Regions from separate parts of the Mus musculus genome. Here region 1 is linked to region 2. The links are chromatin contacts, called in public Hi-C maps. All regions are on one chromosome and are shown on one strand. The core of a region is the stretch at or near the end of the contact, and the rest is flanking DNA. Distances in the headings are between cores, read along the strand shown.

Region 1 (2,790 bases), core at 248-2,747, 100 kb before region 2:
AGGTAGCTCACTCTCTCACTCGCCGACACTGAAAGCACTAGACTGTCAGATCCCGATGTCAGAGCCACTGTTGCAATGACTGACACTGGTACGGAACTCCAGCTGGAAACAAGTGACCACAGCCTTGTCAACCTCTTACTCATAGGGCAAATACATCCTGATGGATCGGGAATGTACTCAGTGACAGAGGGCTTGCCTGCTGGCCTAGCACAGCACATAAGAGACCTAGCTTTGTTTTCTCATGCTACTGAAATGGGGGGGTGGGGGGGAGCGGTGAAGAAGCAGGCTCTGTCCTCTAGTATCTTGTAGCCAGTAGCCACCACAAGACGTTAATATCATAGATAATAGTGATTACCAATAATGGTTGTCCCTGACTCGTTCATAATTGGGGCAACTCTACTTCTAGAGCATATCTATGAACTTAGCTTTGTGTGATGAACTAAAACTCATGTTCAATTCTCTTTGATCAGATTGTGTATAACAATGCTATCTTGAATTTGGGGCTCGGCACGTTTAATATCTAAAAGAAGTTTCTTGTTCCAAGAAGGAAAATGTTGCATATAACTGGGATTATATTCAAATGATCTAAAAAAATGATTACTTCCTTAAATATTTACACATCACAGAAAGACAGCAAACAAAGAATAAAGGAAGGCTGTCATTCTCTAGGTATGAAGGAAGAGATGCATATGGCCATTTTTGAGAAGATATGTTTGGGTAATATAACATATGTGTACCATATGGAGGAAGCTGCGTTAGAAGCCCTCTGGAGAGCTGACTAATACATCACCACTAAGCAGATGTAAATTGCAGTGCCTTAGTCACCTACGGACTGTCTGTCTCTCTTAGCAATTAACAGAGCTCTTAGAGTGGCTAAAAGTGAGTTATTTTTAAAGGAAAAAAAACCACTTCAATGTGTATCTACAGTGTATTCATTTTTATCCTTATCACTTATGTACTGACTCTCACAACCATTTGTACCAACGATGTGACTGAAGGGCAGAAACGTGACAAATGACCCTTCCACTCTGGGATCACAGAAACTAGTCTTTGGTGCCTAGAATCATGTTCCCCACATAGGTTTTCTCAGCGTGAGCTGCCCTGTCTCTTGATTGCTGATAAGCAGGCTGATGTCAGCTTCTCTGTTTTGCAAGAGCTCTTTTTTTTTTTTTTTTTTAAAGCAGCTTGGCTGTATCATTTTTGAATGGCCCTTCACCGGGTTCTTTACAGCATTCCCAACACTCATCCGGCTTATGTTAATCTCATTTCAGCTCACCATAAAGCAGTTGTTTTCATGTCTAATCGGCAGGCTTGCATAATCCACAAGAAGCCTGCCGTCTAGTGCATTTCTTCAGCCTGGGAAACATGCCTCATTCTAGGATACTGCTGTTTGTGAGGCTCTTTGTTTGCCAGCATCCGAAGCCTGGCTCACCTGTGATGCTGATGAAATCGAGCAGGTAACAGAGTGGGGAGTTCAGGTCTCTGGCCATGTAGTAGGAGGTTGGACACCCGTCACTTTGATCTTGACCTTGTTGATACAGTGAGTGCTCACTCTGTCCACCAACCCAAAGGTCACGCCGGCCTTCTTGATTGGATTTTCTACTCTGTCAGTCAGCACACCATTAGGCAGAGTGCTGCCAGTGACCCCTGTAATCTCAGTATTGCCAGTAAGAGGTGTGTAGGGTTCTGTTGATGGGGGCAAATACGTAAATCATTTCAGCTTGTATTGTACGCCTGCCACAGGCCAAGAGATACACAAAACCCACAAGATAGAAAGCACACTTTCTGCCTTCACGAAGTGTTATGGTGGAATGATGAAAGCCCACCTCATGGTTAGATGGGACACACAGTAAGTGCGGCTGGAGGTTAGGATGTGAGCATTTGGCCGCTGGTTGCCTATTGTAACTAGTCTGCAGTCTGGTCTGTCTTTCTCTGCATGTGCATTTTAAAAGCTCCCCGGGCTGCCTATAGCAGCAGCCCTTGAATGAGAGTCTCACAGGCTTTTAATGATATTCAGAGCTGTTAAGTGGAGTTTCCCAGAGGACAAAAATCACAGTGTACCACTGGCTTCAGAGTCCTTTATTCCACCCTTGGAGAATTGCTGCACATAATAGATTGAATAAGACTGGGCTGATTTGCATCCCTTATCCTCCAATCGGTGACTCAGCTTCTTAGCTTCTTTATGCTTAGATGACTATTGGGTGTTTCACGTACATTCCAGAATCTTTTTGTCTCAAAAATAACTGATACCCTACTCTGTTTATATGTGAGCTTATAGATTTTTTTCCTTAATAATAGGACTTGTCATCCTGGCTTTCTGCTGGCTTTTTATTAATTTAAGAAACATTTTTCCCATGCTAACATTGAACAGTTTTTTTTCGTCATCCTTTGCTAATCCATAGTTACTTTCAGTGATTAAATGGTTTCATTTTCATCCTCTGGATTTTCTTTATATGGAGAAACTTCCGTTGACTGGTTAAGACAGTGCCAAAAGCATGCTTGGAGTGTGTGAAGCTGGTGATCTTGTTTCTGTTCTACCTTATAACACAAAGAGTTTACCATTGTAAATAGTCCTGCCACCCAGCCTCATGTTTACACATGGGATTTGCTAGTGCAGTATATGTCAAGGGGCAGAATAAAACAGCAATAGGGGCTCTGATGTCTGGTTCCTTGAACGTGTTCTCAGGAAGTGGAATAAGCAGGTCTGTAAAAATGGTGGCTGCTTAGCGTATCTCTTGTCCACCTGCATAGGAATCATTGTGTAGCGCCACCACCACCAATACCTTCAAG
Region 2 (2,700 bases), core at 157-2,656:
GCTGTAGGCTCCTTGACCTTTCCCTCTGACTCACACGGGGACATCCAAGGACAGTGTGATTTAGAGATGCAAAGGGAGGTATTAAGAGTTGGGCTTTGCATCCTTAATCTACAGCTTCCCTGAGCACCAGACACAAACTTGGCTTCAGTTCCCAGATTGGAGTTTCTTCCCCCCCCGGGGGGGAGGGGGGCTTTTCACAATCTTCGGGTGATCTGGACCTTAAAGCCACTGCCTCTACCATCTATCTCTACATCATCTTACCTTAGCCTATGGTTCTTCTTCCCCAAGCTGACACTCCCAAATTGGTAACTCTTGGCACATGATCTTCATCTTCTTGTGCCCATTCATTTTAGGCTGTATGATGTACTCGGTGACTGTCACCTTTTTGACACCTGAAGCTGTGATTTGAGACTTCTTGTACAACTGTCAGAGTGTTTGGGCCTTCTGTCCTGACTACTGGGTCAGGAGGAAAGGGTGTCCCACCCCTGTGATGTATTCCAGAATAGATCCCAAGTTCTCCCAGTCTGCATTTCAGATCATGCCCTCTTATTCCCCAGTCACAACAAATTGCCTCTGGTTAATTTGAGAAATGTCTGTATTTGGTGTTTCTGTAATTTTATTTTGTGTTTCAGTTGAGTAAGTGTTGCTGAATATCTGTAGAATGTGTGATAATTTTTGTAAAAAAAAAAAAAACTCAATAAAAGAAACATTACCATAGAAAAATATTTCATGTTGTGTAAAACACTTGGCTGAGAAAATGTTTTAATGTATTATATCAAAATTCCTCAGAGTCTTAACAGTTTCGAATACAGGAAAGAGCTCCATTTGGCACTGAAGGAGCCCCAACTAAACATTGCCAGGATGGGAGAAGGGCATGGGGTGGGTGTAGGGAGCCTGGATCAGAAAAATAGTTGACTTTCAGGAATCTTTGCTTCATTGATCAGAAGCCGCTCTTCAGTGGAACCAGCACTCGTCCATCTGTCTCCGTACTCCGTAACACTCATTCTTCCCGGTTCCTTAGGAAACACATTGATGAGTAATACATCTAACCTGCCTTCCTGTGGCTTCCAAGCTAGCGAAGGACTGCATACAGGGACATCAATTTATCTGGTCATCTAAATGAGGGCTGGTGGGAGGCAGGCGCTGTGCAGGATGGCAGGAATAAAGTGAAAACAGACGTGAACTCTGCCCTCGAACTTGGCAGGTCACCGGTGAGAAGGCCTGTTCACAAGGAGCCATGGAATAACGTCAACTATGGTGAGTGCTACCTTTCAGCTTTCAGGAGTTTATATCCAGTATCTCACCGCACCCCATGAGCCCTTTTTCGTGGACTCATGTAAAATGTTAGAGATGCAAAGGTCAGACCGGCCGTCTGTTGCTCACACAGCCAACTGAACTGACCTGTGTCTCATCCCTAGCCCCGCCCCTCGCCTCTCCCCTCTCTCTCCAGCTAGCCTTTCAGACCGCTCCCATAGTAAATGCTCAATTAACAATTTTCACAGGGAATGGGCTGGACCTGCTGTTCGCTGGTTGAATCTTAGGATGCATTCCTTTCCGTCTCATAATTTTATAACCTCCTAACCTTAATCACAACTTGAGCTGCCTCTAACTGCACTATAGAAAGAAACTGAAACAGCATTCCCTCTACAAAAATGGGTACATTTCTCTGTATTAAACTACATGTCAAAGCCTTCCTCTTAGGTGCTACAAAAGGGCAAATCCAGACGACAGACCACAGACATCAGACACATTCTGAGAAAACATTTGCTTATGAAAGGTGGAGACATCTGCCACCAAACTCTACTTCCAACTTTTTTTTTTTTTTCTGCTTTTGCTGATCTTTCCCTTCTCTTACCTGTCACTGGAGGCACTGAGCTGGCAGTCTCTGAGAGCCACTGATCCATGCTGAGACAGAGTCTGTGGCTTGTGGACCATGACTTCTCTCAGTTCACACCAGTCCTATAGCAAAGAAATGAGCGTTACAATAAACTCTAGACTCAGATCGCTGGGGAGAGAAGGAAGCAGACCAGGTAAGTCGTGTTCTGAAAGACCGACTGATGACCCACTGACCTATATAAATGCAACAGCCATCGAGGCAACCCTGGAAGAAGTACCACAGAAAAACCCTAGGATATTAGAGTCTTAATATTCTCTGAAAGAGGCCGTAAGAAAACTGTTCTGGAACTTAAATGCATTGGTTTTTGTTCATTTTTTTTTTGCATAAAAATAACCTAACATTGGAGTAAAAGAAATAGGAAGTATATCAATTTTTAATAAATACAAGCCACAAGATAAATTTAATAAATTATAAATGATAAAATTATTGAAAAATTAAATATTAAACATTCACACATAAAAATGTAGAACATTTATTAATTAGGGCCTTTTTCAGAGTAATCCTTGTGCTCTTGGTGGCCTTGGCTTTCTCAAACAGGCAGCGTTGTAGAACTGCTGGATCTGAATGGTTAGTCACACAAAGGGGAAGATAGTCTTGGTCACTTCTGCAGAGCGATCAGTACAGAGCAGGTCTAATATGGCTTTGGGAAAGGGGCTAGAGAGAGAGACCACAGGGCCAGTGGTATGACTCTCTGGCTTGCATACCTGCAGAATAGGTGAAAAACGCCATCCATTCTGTTTGGATCTCCAAATGTGGGGAAGAGAAGCCATCCTTTGACACATTGTTTTGCAGAAACCTAGAAA

Evidence for each region. A called contact is a pair of places that touch in the nucleus more often than the background predicts.
Region 1: a contact with region 2 is called in a Hi-C map of the N1E-115 cell line, with 4 times the contacts expected there. The contact joins two enhancer-like sites. A contact is called at or near these places in 1 of 15 datasets of contacts at CTCF or cohesin (the NIH/3T3 cell line), 1 of 484 Hi-C or Micro-C datasets (the N1E-115 cell line) and 1 of 9 other capture datasets (embryonic stem cells).

What each region holds. Positions count from the first base shown.
Region 1 is chr17:63,144,693-63,147,482 of GRCm38.p6, reverse strand. The region is part of intron 7 of Fbxl17 (F-box and leucine-rich repeat protein 17); the gene reads left to right. Among named protein-coding and RNA genes, the nearest start is that of Gm34324, 110 kb to the right of the region's middle. Within about 2 kb of position 1,497, at least 68 of the 459 cell types and tissues checked have an H3K27ac peak or open chromatin away from gene starts, as enhancers often do. A contact at or near this core is called in the N1E-115 cell line, where this site is marked.
Region 2 is chr17:63,043,972-63,046,671 of GRCm38.p6, reverse strand. It overlaps Fbxl17 (F-box and leucine-rich repeat protein 17), which reads left to right. Exons shown (of 9, transcript NM_015794.1): 9 at 1-723. It overlaps Gm34324 (a long non-coding RNA gene), which reads right to left. Exons shown (of 5, transcript XR_876901.3): 3 at 2,602-2,693; 4 at 1,856-1,959; 5 at 705-1,016. Among named protein-coding and RNA genes, the nearest start is that of Gm34324, 5.4 kb to the right of the region's middle. Within about 2 kb of position 1,406, at least 4 of the 459 cell types and tissues checked have an H3K27ac peak or open chromatin away from gene starts, as enhancers often do. A contact at or near this core is called in the N1E-115 cell line, where this site is marked.